Linked DNA regions of Rattus norvegicus: region 2 is linked to region 1. The links are chromatin contacts, called in public Hi-C maps. All regions are on one chromosome and are shown on one strand. The core of a region is the stretch at or near the end of the contact, and the rest is flanking DNA. Distances in the headings are between cores, read along the strand shown. Region 1 overlaps Slc1a3 (solute carrier family 1 member 3). Region 2 holds the start of Slc1a3 (solute carrier family 1 member 3).

Evidence for each region. Hi-C and Micro-C count contacts between places; a contact is called where the count stands out from the background.
Region 2: a Hi-C map of the A7r5 cell line shows a contact between it and region 1, with 4 times the contacts expected there. The contact joins the promoter of Slc1a3 here to the enhancer-like site in region 1. A contact is called at or near these places in 4 of 12 Hi-C or Micro-C datasets (the A7r5 cell line, Schwann cells, frontal cortex and 1 more) and 1 of 1 datasets of contacts at active chromatin or transcription factors (oligodendrocytes).

Annotation. Positions count from the first base shown.
Region 1 is chr2:59,482,540-59,489,986 of GRCr8, reverse strand. It overlaps Slc1a3 (solute carrier family 1 member 3), which reads left to right. Exons shown (of 10, transcript NM_019225.2): 8 at 236-430; 9 at 2,562-2,696; 10 at 5,052-7,280. The coding sequence ends at 5,259. Among named protein-coding and RNA genes, the nearest start is that of Slc1a3, 72 kb to the left of the region's middle. Within about 2 kb of position 2,621, at least 19 of the 93 cell types and tissues checked have an H3K27ac peak or open chromatin away from gene starts, as enhancers often do. A contact at or near this core is called in the A7r5 cell line and Schwann cells, where this site is marked.
Region 2 is chr2:59,554,385-59,561,831 of GRCr8, reverse strand. It overlaps Slc1a3 (solute carrier family 1 member 3), which reads left to right and starts at 4,045. Exons shown (of 10, transcript NM_019225.2): 1 at 4,045-4,208; 2 at 5,751-6,028. The coding sequence starts at 5,848.

The DNA of each region.
Region 1 (7,447 bases), core at 1,372-3,871:
GGCATCTATGTGTGGGAATCACCCCAAGTAGTGCCTGGGAGGAATCAGGCGCACAGACGAGTGCCCAAGTTCCCCTGGGAGGGCACCACACTACTCCTAACCTCCTAGCACTTTAGACAATGCTGACCTAGTCAAGACATGAGAGGGGAAGGAACTGTCTGTGCCCAAGAGCCAAGACAAAACACAGAACTCCTGGGGACAGCTCAGCTGACATGCCCTGCTTTGTTGCCCTCAGTTCTGCCACCCTGCCCATCACTTTCAAGTGCCTGGAAGAAAACAATGGTGTGGACAAACGCATCACCAGATTTGTGCTTCCCGTGGGGGCCACCATTAACATGGATGGGACCGCCCTCTACGAGGCTTTGGCCGCCATTTTCATCGCTCAAGTTAACAACTTTGACCTGAATTTTGGACAGATTATAACAATAAGGTACAAGGGGGAGATTTCTATTCATCATTTCCTTCAGAATGGTTTTTAACAGATGAGATCGAGATTGTGGTGAAGACGTTGATTAGGAAGGGATCCCACATAAATAGGAGGTTGGAGTTGGAGGGAACAGTTGTATTTCTCAGCTTTTTAACTTGGGGTGTGAATATTCATTCAAATAATACAGAAGTGAAAGACTTGGAAAGTATGATTTATTATCTGTTATCATATCACTCTGAGTCTTTGATTCCCAAAGACCTTTGCCAATGAAAGAGTATGTATGCACTAATTAGTAATTAACCATACCACACACACCGCATGCTCTTTGATTAGTTTGTTTATCAAATCAGAACTTACAAATATATCTAGCCCATTTAAAAGATATATATATATATATATATATACACAAAATATATGGTGCAGATAATTCCATTTTAACAACATTAAGTTAAACCGCAGTTTTGAAAATATTCAACTATGTTTATAGGAAATATTGAAAAGTGAAAGTACACTTGAAAACTAGATAAACTTACTCTCTTGGGTTAATTTTCAGACAATATAAGGTAGATAACAGATCATACAAGCAAGGCTGAGAACTCAGTTTATGGGGAATCATCCAGAAAGACCAAGGCAACCAACAGGAGACTTTAGGACTCACTCCTGTTCAGACCATCTGTGCCCTCAGTTGCTATGGGCTTGGTTTGGCTAATAGTAACAATATTAGAAGTAAGGCTTTTGGTTTTTGTAGCTCTTTATCAGGGAAGTTACCTTATCCATAGAAATATTAAAACAATATTACAATATCCTCTACTGAGATCTAGAAATTAGTATTCGGCCATTTTTTTCTTTTTTTTTTCGGAGCTGGGGACCGAACCCAGGGCCTTGCACTTGCTAGGCAAGCACTCTACCACTGAGCTAAATCCCCAACCCTATATTCGGCCATTTTTGTGCTCTCCCTCTCTCACTCCCTCCTTCAGTCTTCCTCTGTCTCTCCCTTCCCCCTTCCCCTCCCTCTTTCCATTTCTTCTTCCCTTCATATTCCTGTCATATTTCACTTACACCATTCAGCATCTCCTAAGAATAAGAATATTCCTCTATGCACCCACAGTAATAGAATCCCGGAAGTACTTCCAGAGTACCCGTCTACCTTCAGACTGGGTCCATACTGGCCACACACACACACACACACACACACACACACACACACACACACAATTATAACACTACAGGGTTTTGCTCATAAATCATTTGCATTTGAATTGATAAACTTAATTTTGTGGCCACATCAATCATAGAAATTCAGACTCTTGAATAAGGTGATTATTAGAAATAAGTTGTCACTATAACTCTACGGCCCTTTAAACCTCAAGGTCACCTCCATTGAGGTGCTGCGGTGAATCTAGGGCCTCACGAGTGTTAGGCAAATGCTCTACCACAGAGTCCCCCACCCCCTTCTGGCGCTCATTACACCTTACAAACTGATTTTGAGGACCTAGAAAAGAATGTAGCCCCCAGTTTCTTCACTTAAAAAATGGTCACAAAATAAAGCCCACTTCACTGTGGGCCACAACACCATTGTGACAATCAAGCAAGGCAAAGCATGTATATTAGCTGATACATAATAAAATATGCATGCTCAAATTTGATTAGTCTGACAGGTAACTAAGTGAATTGTTTGGCTTTTTGGGTTTTTTTTTTAAAGATTTATTTCTTTTATGTATATGACTATACTGTAGCTGTCTTCAGACACACCAGAAGAGGACATCAGATCTCATTACAGATGGTTGTGAGCCACCATGTGGTTGCTGAGAATTGAACTCAGGATGTCTGGACAAGCAGCCAGTGCTCTTAACCTCTGAGCCATCTCTCCAGCCAGAATTGTTTGTCTGTGTGTATGTGTGTGTGTATATATATATATATACATATATATATGTATATATATACACATGTATATATGTATATATGTGTTTGTATGTGTATGTGTGTGTATACATATACATGTACATATACGTATACATATATTTCCATTCTTCTGAGGCAGGTCCTCCACTCAAGCAGGGGAACACGAGTCTTACAAGGTACTCTCCACTAGGAGACATCTGTAAACTTTTCCATTTTGTCCTTCTGTCAACAGTATCACAGCCACAGCCGCAAGCATTGGGGCAGCTGGCATTCCTCAGGCCGGTCTAGTCACCATGGTCATCGTGCTGACATCTGTGGGCCTGCCCACGGATGACATCACACTCATCATTGCAGTGGACTGGTTTCTGTGAGTATTTGGGGGACTGTGTGCTGACACACAGATCCCACCCGCAGACCCATCCCCCTCTGGCACCCCCACAGTTCTAGAATGATAACAGCCTCGTGGGCTTGGAGAAGAACCGAGGGGAAGACACACTGGCTTATAACGGAATCATCCTCACCACCGGACCCCAGTCCTCACCTACAGTCCCAGCCTAACTCCCTCCTCTCTCAGCCAGCGGGTGGGGCACATCTGGCTGCTCTCCCTCCTCCTCCATAAAGCCACTCACTGTCTGCAAAGCTGACATAAGTCAGCCAGGCTCTCTCCGGGTTGCGCAACACATCCCCTCAGCGGCTGGAGCCGCAGACCCCACGTGCCAGCTCAGGCCCTTCCTCCCTTGCTTCCCATTACAGTGAGATAATGCAAGGCAGATGTCTATGTCTGAGACTCATGAGGTGAGGGATGGCTGTGCAGACAGTGGGAAGCGAGCTCTTATTATCAAGTGAAATTGATTTGGGGCCCCGAGGAAAATCCCAAGAAATGAACCCTCTACCTCCTCAGACCCCACCACGTAGGGCCTGTCTTCAAGCCGCCTTTCCTCACCCTTCCAGGGACATTGTCTGTCCCTTGTCTCTCATAAATCCCTTCTACTGGGGAAAAAAATAGTTTAAGGGATGCTCTAGGAGAGGACCTCGGGGAAAGCATTGGATGCCGGAGTCCACCTATGAAGATGTCACTAGAGCTGGGAAGAGTGCAATGGTGTGCACCAAGGCTAGGGGACAGAGCCTATCCAGGTCACTAGGATCAGCTCTGAGCCTGTGACAGTAGTCACCTACCTAACCACCCCAGTTTCCACCTCCCTAAAAGTGGAAATGCCCTTGTTCTCTGCCCCTGCTGACACTCAGGGGATTAAATTCAGTGACAGGTAAGAACTTAGCCTGTGGTCTGACTCCTCCGAGGCATCAACTGGCACAAACGCTTTGGGGCTGGGGATGTAGTTCAGTTGCTAGAGTGTTTGCCTAAGTTCATGAGGCTCTGGTTCCTTCCCCAGCACCACATAAACTGAGAGGGAGGAGGGAAGACTGTTCAATCCTGCAATCTCAGCTCCTGAGAAATAGAGTTCAAGGCTATCCTCTTCCACCACATAATGAGTTCAAAGGCAGCCTGAGCCAAATGAAAACTTGACTCAACAAAAAAAAACAAACAAAAAAACAAACAAACAAACAAACAAACAAACAAAAAACCAAAAAGTACTTTGGCAGAATACAAGCTTCTACTCTCAAGATAGTTTATCTTTATACCTAAAATTGATTGAAATGGGCAACATATAAAAACTTTTTTTCTTGTTGGCTTCTTAGTGTCTCTGTGTGTAGTCCTGGCATAGTCTTGGCTGTCCTTGAACTCACTCTGTAGACCATGCTAGCCTCTAATTCACAGAGATCTGCCTGCCTCTGCCTCCAAAGTGCTGGGACTAAAGGGGTGTTTCACAATGCCTAACATTTTCTTTTTCTTTTTTTTTTAAAAAGTTAGGATAATGATTCATTATATATGACATAAATAACAATTTTTTGAAGAATAATCACTTCTAAACAAAAAGGTTAGTAAAAGAATGCCTTTGGATTACATTTTGTGAGCCTCCAAAACGTCTTGGTTAACATCAGAGAGCTACTACCCCAGCTCCCCCTGCATCCAGTATGCTATGATGTAATGTCATGGAGTCTATGCAATACCAGGATTTCCTGAGAAAATAAGAGTAAAGGAAACAAGCAAGACCATAGTATTAGGATAACCATGGTTTCTCTCCCAGGACACTTCTCCAAGGAGACTCTGTACCGTACTTGGAGAACCATTATTCAATGGAAAGTGAATGAGAGAAAGAGAAGAGGCTAAATAAGCCCAGGAAAGAGGACTGGGGAAATGACTTGGTTGGTAGGAGTGCTTGCTGTGCGTATGAGGCCTGGAGTCCCAACAAGAGGACCTTTGGGAATGGCTAGCAAGCCAATCTTGCTAAATCACTAACCAAGTTTAGTGAGACATCTTATTTCAAAAACTAAAGACCACACTGCTGGCTTCCACGCATGTGAATGCGTGCACACACACACTCCCCTGTGGCGGGGGGAGACAGACAGACAGACGGACAGGTCAGTCCTCACTGTTCACCTTCTGTGTATAGCCAGACTAAATAACTGGAAACTAATCACCTACTTGTAATTAGTTGTAGGTGTTAGGTGTTCAAGTATGAAATTGGTTCATTGGAGGGATACACTACCCAGAACTTAAAAGATGCTTCTAAAGCCCTCTCCAGCCAATTGGCGATAGATGCTGGGATCTGTTGTTTTTCATGGGACCCTCTCTTTTCCTTCCTGCCTGCCTCACCTACAGGGACCGCCTCCGAACCACCACCAACGTGCTGGGTGACTCCCTCGGGGCCGGGATTGTTGAACACTTGTCCCGACATGAACTGAAGAACCGAGATGTTGAAATGGGGAACTCCGTGATTGAGGAGAATGAAATGAAAAAGCCGTATCAGCTGATTGCCCAGGACAATGAACCAGAGAAACCCGTGGCAGACAGCGAAACCAAGATGTAGACTAACACAGAAGTGCTTTCTTAAGCACCAGGTGTTGGAAACTGTTCTACAATGTGTCCATCTCCCAGAGCTCTCTCTCCCAGTGAGCTCCTCTTTCCTCCCTACTCTGATAGGATTGGAAAATGTCCAAAAACAAAGGAGGGCTCTGCAGCAGCCAAAACGTATTGGTTTTAGCCCTCATTTGAAAATTTTAAATCATTTCGTATTATTCTTACCAAGTAAGTTACTACAAACATTACCAATTTAGATGACAAATGATCCCTTGTGATTGTTTTGTAAGTAAAAGCATTAAGCAAATGATAGGCTACAAAAACGTTTTAAAACCAACTTTCAAAATGTAAAAATCCTTCAGAACACTACTGAGTTTTAGTCTTAAAACATAGCAACTTGATGAGCAATTATCAGTTACCCGTTGGGTAGCTGAGAGGTTTGCCCTTTCTTCTGACTCTCATCCTGACTTTATCAGCATCAGGGCAATGCCCACATGCACACAGCACAGCCGTGAGGTGGAGCAGAAAGTGAGGCTCCCCAATGGTCTTGAGTGAGCCTTGTCTCATCCCTGGGCCTCAGTGTTCTCATGCAGAAAATGAGTGACCCCTAGATACCATAGGCCTCTCTAGCCCAGACTTTTACAACATCAGGAAGGACCCTGCCCCTGTATAACATGAGGATTTCAGACAGGACACTTAATGGGAGTGGACATTTCTCTCTAGGGGCAGGCTGCGTGTGGCTCACTAGATCCTGGGTCCAGAATGTGGGTTATATAAGTAGACAGGTGGAAGGCCATCCCGGGAGACCATCCCCTTGGCCTGTTGTTCTGTTTTATCTTGTTTTGTTTTCCAACATTAAAAGAAGCACTCCCTTCTTGGGTACTCTTCCCAAACCCAAGGGAAGAAAGCCTCCCACCACCTCTTCGACTGACAGTGAGATGTTTAGGAAACAAGGAGAAGACTAGCAGCTAGCAAGTGTGTCCATGGTCTTACTACGGAACACAAAAGAGCAGAGGCGGAATAGAGTACAGCCCACATTACAAAGGAGGATTCTTTTTAAGATCAGAAAAAGTTGGTTTTCTTTAAAGACTAAAAGAGAGCTGAACCTTGGCCTTCTTCTGCTGGCCTAAACGCTTTGTCTTCTGTTCCTAATCAATCCCCAAAGAAACAACACATAACATCACTCCTTTCTTATTTCACAGTCCAGCAAATGATATCTCTGGAACAGATTCATATCTATAAGCTGGGTGGATGGTCTCATTTCCAAAAAAAAAAGTTTAAAATTTGGTTAGTTTTTCCTATTTTAACTGGAAGTTCTTAGGATGACAAAACCACATACTCCTTTGTACAGAGATGTCTCTTGACAAATCATTCAAGACTCTCATCTAGAATGGAGTTTGCTTGTGTCCCTGTCTCCCCCTCCCTAAATGCAGATGAATCAGCATGAAAATAACATCAACGAGGGTGGAAGAAAAGAGGGCAAAGGAATTGTTTTCAGGCGAGGCAGCTCCCAGGTTGAAAAGAGATTTTTTTACTTCCTTAGGAATATCCAATCAAAGATACTCAATGGGAGCCCTCTGACAGTACCAGCTGTGTTTCTTTCTGAGAGAAAATGCTGAGTGGACACCATTATGCTAACAGACTGAAGGTCTAGACTCCTTGTGTCTCCCGATCTACTGTAGAGATACTTTCTAGAGATTCTGAGCGTTACATGCGTATAAAGGTTAACACTAGGCTACAGTGGAATAGTCATTTAATGGCAGGCTCAATTTGGGAAGTACACTACAGAGGTTAACCTATGTGGCAGTCGTTTTGCGACGCTAGTAGAACAAACTTAACCGCGTCAAATTAACGCTGTTTACCCAGTGTGATCATATTTTTTATACTAACCGTTTCTTACGAAAACTGGTCCTCTAGGGTGATCCTTTAGCCAGCCCATCACAGGCTGCGCAGATGTGTGTACCCACTGTGGACTGGGAAACATCACTTTGTAGATGTATTTTCAATAAAGAAAAGATAGTTTTACATGAATGCTCCTGTGTGGCGTTACTGTTCTTTTCCCCGTTGATGGAAGTACGGTAGCGAGCTCAAGGAGTGCTCGCTAGGGAAAGATGCCTCTGGACAGTAAAATCTCGGCAGAGTCAGCTGGGGGGCTTAGCCATGAGGTACTATGTAACGAGGCTCACTCTCCTGAAACA
Region 2 (7,447 bases), core at 2,796-5,295, 70 kb before region 1:
TCTCCTTAAAGCCCATAAGAGGTCAAACCTTTAGACTGTGCCAGAGACACGTGCCGTAATAGCAAGGAGTGAGATAGGCCCGAGGCCAAATGGCCTGGAGAGAAAGTATCCCTATGAAGTGGCCATGACTCCTCCTTACTGATGCCTTCAAAGCCGGGATGTGAGCTTCTCCCATTCCTCCATAGAATACCAGTTTTCACGAACGTGAACCTTCTTTTGGTCGTGTTTCCCTTCTCAGCTTCCTAACTCAAGGGCTGCTCATTAAAGGCTTTACATCCTACCTAACATCAACATTACCCCTATGCTCATTTCTCATGGCTCCCACTACGGAAAAGTACAGTTCAAGTTCTTCTTTTGAGAGAATGGAGTTGAGACTGGGTCTGATTGTATGGCCTAGGTCAGCCTGCAACTCACTATGTACCCATTCTAGTTGTAAGCTCTGGGTTATGGTCCTGCCTCAGTGTCCCTGGTCCCAGGACTACATGCAGGAGCCATGACACCTGGCACAGTTCACAGTCTTCAGTGTGATGCTTTGGGACATTCTTGCCTCTTCTCCAGAAGGAATCCCCATCCTACCCATGGTGCCCAACCTTACATCTGCCAGTGGGGGCCCCATGACTGCCCATCCAGCAGGAATCCACACAGCTCCCTCCCTCATCTTGCTCTCAATCTCATTATCGAACTGGCTAATAGGGCTCCCCACAGAACTCCCATAACACTCTCTGGTCTGTTGCATAATGTTTATGGATGTGTGGCTATGAAAGAAACCAACATTTGAATCACAGTGATTACTACATGTTGGTTGACCGAACACATAAATCAACACACACTCTAAACCTATTAACCTCCACACTTAACACAGTTGCATTTTTCTTCAGTCCTCGTATGATTTTTTTAGAATAAAATCCAGTCAGTTAAAAACACAACCCCCCGAGGTTCACTACAGATATTTCTGGGGTATGTATGTGTACAGCAAAACAAGAGACCATCTACCACACATCTTCTCCTGCTCTCTCTGTCTGGTCTAGTTACGCACTGGGGGTAAGCCAGGTCCTTCCCGTTTCCCTAGAGTTAGATTGTGGGTTCTACAATCCGACAGTCATGTAGATGTGTTAACACTTAAGTCCGTGTTCACTCCTGCTGCCCTACAGGTGACAGGGGTGGGGCTCATTTATGGATGGATTGCTTTTTTCCCTGTCCTCTTTTCCCAGGAGAAAGAGTTTACCTAAACCACAGGTTGTCTTTTCATGCTCAAAATAAAAGAGTTGACCACTTTATTTGCCACACATGTGTGTTTGTGTGGGGGGCTGTTTGCGTTCGTCTGCAACTGTGGTGCCGATGTTTCCAGTATCTAAGTACTAGAAATATAACACAACATTCGGTTCACAATGGTTTTGATCTTTCATTTATTTGGTACTTCTATGAAGGGGGGAGGGAAATCATTTCCAAGTTCAACGGTTCTGCTTAGAGAATAGAGGAGTCCGTGGGAGAAGTACCCAAAACAAATCAGGTTGCCCCCAGGATGTTTCTGCCATATTGCTTTTTTTGTTTTGTTTTGTTTTGTTTTCATTTTAAGTACATGCAGAAGAAGTAATTCCCAATATTTGGCCCAGACCCAGACCTCGCAGTTCATATGAACTCTGAACTGAGACTCGTTGCATCTCATTTTCTCATTAGGTTTTATTACAACCAACAACATTTCCAAGGGAGAATTACTTCCTTTCTCTATGAACGCCAGACTCCTATGCTTTTTGCACAAATTGAAATAGTAAAATAGTTTTAGCCAAGCTTTAGGGATTTAGTAAGGAGCAGAGGTGGGGGGAGGAGAGAAAAAACAAGACAGGCTCTCCTCTGTGCTAACCAGAATGCTTTTTTGGGTGTTTTGTTTGTTTGTTTGCTTGCTTGTTTGGAAGGTGGGCAAGGTGAAGCAGAAGTGTTATTGATTTAAATGTTACACGAAGACGCCACTTAAAATTGTCCTGTTTGCCTTTCGAGTTCCCCTAAAATGCAAATCATACACAGAAAAAGCAAATGGAGCCTATCAGTGACAAAGGAAGGACTCAGGTTGAGATGACAGTCTATGCACATGGAAGGTAGCAGCAGGAAACAAAGGGCTTGGTAAATAAGGGATGCGGCCTCTTAGATTCTATCAGCCAATCTCAAGAGTTGCTTAACGCTCGCTGTTTATCAGGCACAAGGCAAACGCTTGCCCTCAAAGAACTTATCATCGTTCAGCTGAGAAGCCCAGACTGGACACATCTCAGTAGGAAGGGCACAGACCAAGGCAGCATCTAACTAAGTGTTAAGCAATGGCGTGCAGATGGTAAGGGATCTGAGGGACCAGAGGAAAGAAAAGATCACTGAGAGCTGAGGCTGACAAGAGACCGAAGATTGTCATTAAATTATTCGAGCAGTGTAATGTTAGGAAGCTTTTACAATTGCTGCTAATTTGACAGGTCGAGCACTCTTACACACTCAGCACTGCTTTCCAACCAGTAACTGTTCCAAAGCGCATCCATGAAGGATTAAGGCTGGCAGGAAACTTTTTTTTACATTGCTCCCTGGATTTGCTAATGAGGAACAAAATACATATTTTGGTGTTGGATGACAGACAGAAAAACTGAGCAGACTTTGCGTGGGGATTTTAGTGAACCAGCAAATAGAATGAGGGCTGTGATCTTGGGTGTGTTTTCATGTTTCAGATGAGTCATTTTCTTTCACTTCAGCAAGTTTTTAAATTTGAGGAGGGAGGGGTAAGTCACTCTTAATTCATTTTTTTAAAAGATGTATTTATTTATTATATATAAGTACACTGTAACTGTTCAGGCACATCAGAAGAGGGCATCAGATCTCATTACAGATGGTTGTGAGCCACCATGTGGTTGCTGGGATTTGAACTCAGGACCTCTGGAAGAGCAGTCAGAGCTTTTAACCACTGAGCCATCTCTCCAGCCCAACAATTCATTTTTAATTTATAAGTTGTCTATTTGTGCAGTCCATTTTTCTTTTAAGAAAAATGGCAAAGTCTCCTTTAATCCTAGCACTTGGGAGGCAGGGGCAGCTGGATCTTTGAGTTCAAGGCCACCCTGGTCTGCAGAGTGAGTTCCAGGACAACCAGGGCTACGCAGAGAAATCCTGTCTTGAAAAACCCAAAAACAAACAAACACACACACACACACACACACACACACACACACACACACACACACACGGAACAGAAAAGGAGAGAGAGAGAGAGAGAGAGAGAGAGAGAGAGAGAGAGAGAGAGAGAGAGAGAACTTTTCTAACTCCTGAAAACCGGGATGGGGGCATTCAGCATCCTTTAAACGGAATGGAATAGCAATGGAATAGCGACTTACCTTTGGAAATCATGAGTGTGCATTTGCACTCTTGGTCTTAAAACACAGTTTACTTTACAGTTTGGCAGGGATCCTGTTCTTTTTGTGTTTCTTACCTTTTTTCTGTCCACACAGCAGGCAGCCAGAGAGTCCATCCAATCAGATTTCTTATTTTGGAGTTTTAAACTGTAAAACAGGGGCATGTCTCACCTTGTGTTTTGAGTAACTTTATACAAGTTGAGAGGGTGGCAGTAAGCATTTTCCTCTCTACACTTAATTGTATTCAGGATCCTTGCAAGAAATTTCAGTTACGTCCCCAGTGCTAAAGGGGTGGGGTGCTGCAACAGTTGTATGAGCAGGCAAAAGAACACCCTCTGACGTCCCCTGAAGGGGAGGAAACCTGAAATAAAGTGAGGTAATTAAACGTGGCTTGCAGGATTCTTCCAAACTTTTAAATCCCGACTTCCAGCGTCCATGTGTGTGCGCACTTTAGTTTTCGATTCTTCCAGGTCCTGGTTTTGCACTTCTAATAAAAGTGAACTACGAAAACGTGAACGTGGTCTAAGGAGCAAAACAAAGCCATAGAGCATGCTTCTGTTGTGCCAAGTAATCAATATTCCGGGGAGCTCCGGCTCCCCCCTCCTCCTCCTGCTGTTTTCATTTTCCCACTCCCCCTTTCCCCAGCACAGGCTCCGCCTCTTTTCTTAAGTTGCCTGATAGTAAGTGGCGGTTTCGGAGCACATGCATGTTGTCAGGGCCAGCCTGCCCCTCCGCTCGCCGCTCGCTGAGCTGTTACTCCGAGCTACCTGCTGGGGAAATTCACTTCGACGTAGCCTGGGGTGTCTTCCACCAGTCACAGAATCAGAAAAGGTAAGCGCAGCCTCCTGTAGCCCGCGGGGCTCAGTTTCGCGTCCCACTTTTCTGTTTGCTGAGCGACGGAGTAAAGCTAGCCATATTGGTAGGTAAGGTCCTGTTAGGACTGAGAGCAGCCAGCGTGTGCTAACTATGCAAGCCCAGTCCTCTCTGGGTTTCAAATTCAGTCGGTCAAGGTTGGACGGTGGGGAGTTTTTTTTTTTTTTTGGGGGGGGGGGTAGACGGAGGTTAGAGATCTAGAGTAAAACAAGACTGAACTGGTGTACTTTAAGGGGAACTGACGGGTTAAGGACATCAGAACTATTAGTGGAAAAAAAATCTGGACTCTCCTCTCTTACCCCCCTCTTTAAGCTTTTAATCTAGTGTAAGGTACTAACTGCATCGCAAATCTTACTATCAATGACCTCAGCTGCAATTTTATTTAAAAGTCAAAACTATTAAGTCTTTTTTTTTTTTTTTGCACCCTTGGATTTACCGAAAGCCTGCGAGCTACCTCCCCCACAGACGCACACGCTGGCTCCGACTCTGCCAGATACACACGTCCACAGGCGCGGCTGATCATCGCCAAAGACTAGGGGTTAGGATTCATGCACAGCGGCAGGAGGAAGCCCATGACTTCCAGCAAGAAAAATGGTTTAGGCGTTTGTATTTGAATAACCTAAGAGCACTTTAGAGAAACCAGAAACCACACGCTGTAATGTTTGGAATGAAAGCTGGTTTCTCTCCTCATCTGTTCCAAAAATCCTAAATTTCAAAATACGGAGACAGCAGTGAGGGTTTCCTCAGAAGACTCACATGCCTCGTGGGTTTGCCGTGAACACAGATGTTGCTTTATGCTCCTACTTCTAATGATATGAAAATGGATTGTGATATTAGATAATTTATAGATGTGCCCAGGGCCATGTGCTAACTTCACGGAAAAGGTTTCTGTAAAAGCCTCAAATGCATTTCTCCTGTCACCTGGGCACTTGCATTTTATTTTATGGCCGTATTTATTTACAAGTTAATCTGCTCATGTTTCTTTCTTAGTGAAATAAATAAATAAAACCAAAGAGACACACTATATATGCCAATTGCTATATGTCTCTACTATCTCTGGGTTTTTTTTGTTTGTTTGTTTTTTTTTTTGGACGTAGTTATGTCTTCAATCACATACAAGACATGAGTTCTCAAGTGGAATTTTCTGTCTGTTTAGTTCAACCGGGTACTTAATGAGTGTGTGGGTTGTGCAAGGCACTTGGCTAGGCTCTGGGGACAGAGTGGGAATGAGGGTGCTTGGCCTCATCCAACTCTGAAGAACCCCTTACTCATTGAGGGGAAAGAGCAAACTGGAAATGGAACACAACCTTTCACTTATCTATTCTAATTGTATGTTTATTTCGTACACCCAGTCCAGTAAAATACAATCTAGCCTGATATCGTAGCTCTTTCGGTCTTTTAATTCTCCGTGCCGTTAACTCACCGCCTGCCCTCCTGGGAACCAGTGCTGACTGCTCAGAGCAGGAGGCTGTAACTTTGTCCCTTTCTACTCCACTCTAGTTGTCCTCTCTAACACCAAAGAGGAGATTTCGCTTTCTGGGGACAAGTTCAAGACACTGAAGTGCAAGGCTGTGGTAAATTCCTGGAAAGATAAAATATGACAAAAAGCAACGGAGAAGAGCCCAGGATGGGAAGCAGGATGGAAAGATTCCAGCAAGGGGTGCGCAAGCGGACGCTCCTGGCCAAGAAGAAAGTTCAGAACATCACCAAGGAGGATGTGAAGAGCTACCTGTTTCGGAATGCCTTTGTGCTACTCACCGTCAGCGCTGTCATTGTGGGTGAGTCATTTGACCAAAACCAAAACGACAAAAGCCGGTGTCCTGTTTCTGCACGATGTTTGAATGCCCAGGAGCAGTTATCAGATAGACTGATTGTAGCTATTCAAACTCCTCTGCATTTGAAGAGTTGGGTTTTCTCTTTGTTTTGTTTGTTTGTTTTGTTTTTTCCCTCTCCAGAAAAACAAAAACAAACAAACAAAAAGCCCCAAACATTTCTTGGGAGCCATATATGGTAAATACACAACAATCAGAAAGAATTGTTGGTGAGCATCATGGGCATCCATTGAGTATGTGCAGAAGAGAAATGAGATGAATGCTCTCCCATGCCGAGTGACGATAAGAGAGTGATAATTGAATCACTAGGTAGGCTAGACTTGGCCAAATGTTATCATTGTACAATGCCCTTGCTACGTAAAACTGATTTATACAAGAGGCCCAAGTTGAATCGTGGGCCTCTAATAATAATTGAATCCTTAGTGTGGCTGGAAGCTGAGTATCGTTGCTTAAAAATGGAAGTCAAATCTGTCCTGTGTTTGGACGCTCCCATGCAGTGACTGGGGAAGGTAAACTGGGAGATTGCAAACACAGGTCTCTTTCATTCATTGCCTCATGAAGCCTGCCACAGCTAGCTACGTCATTTCCAAAATATTTCAGTCCCTTACTAATTTAGCATGGTCGACAGCATTCTATATTAATATAACCTTCGCTTGCTCGGTTTACAACTATTTGAAGTCTTAGTTTATTGCTTAACGGACAACACAGATCTTACCTTAAAATACTGTTGACGAAAACTAAGTCTCTGGGATTTTTTGATCCAACCAGTGTAGACAACCTTAGGCTGGAAACATATAAACTAATAAGTTCTAAAATAAATTTCTACCAACTTGACACCAAAAGGCATTCATGTAAAATTTTTCTCACTCCAAGATATCCATAAAGTTCAAAGAATTAATGGCTTCATTAAAAAAAAATCAAGAAACTTGTGTAACATATGGATATAACTTTGTCAAGAAGCTTGACTTTATGAATGACAAGGAGAAATACAGCAGGAGAGAAAAATGTGTCATAGACTTTAGATTTATTCCATTTTAACACCATTGGCTCTTGTAGTTGTCGATTAATGAGTTGGCCATTCGTTACAGAAAAACTCAAAGGTGACATGTCCTGATTTTCTTTAAGGATTCTTTATTTATTTAGTGCACTGTCACTGTCTTCAGACACACCAGAAGAGAGCTTCAGATCTCATTACAGATGGTTATGAGCCACCATGTGGTTGCTGGGAATTGAACTCAGGACCTCTGGAAGAGCAGTCAGTGATATTCTTAATCACTGAGCCATTTCTCTGGCCTGACATGTCCTGATTAAGCCAGAGAAAATAATAGCTTTCTTCAGTAGGTTCCCAGCTTTGAATCCATTCCA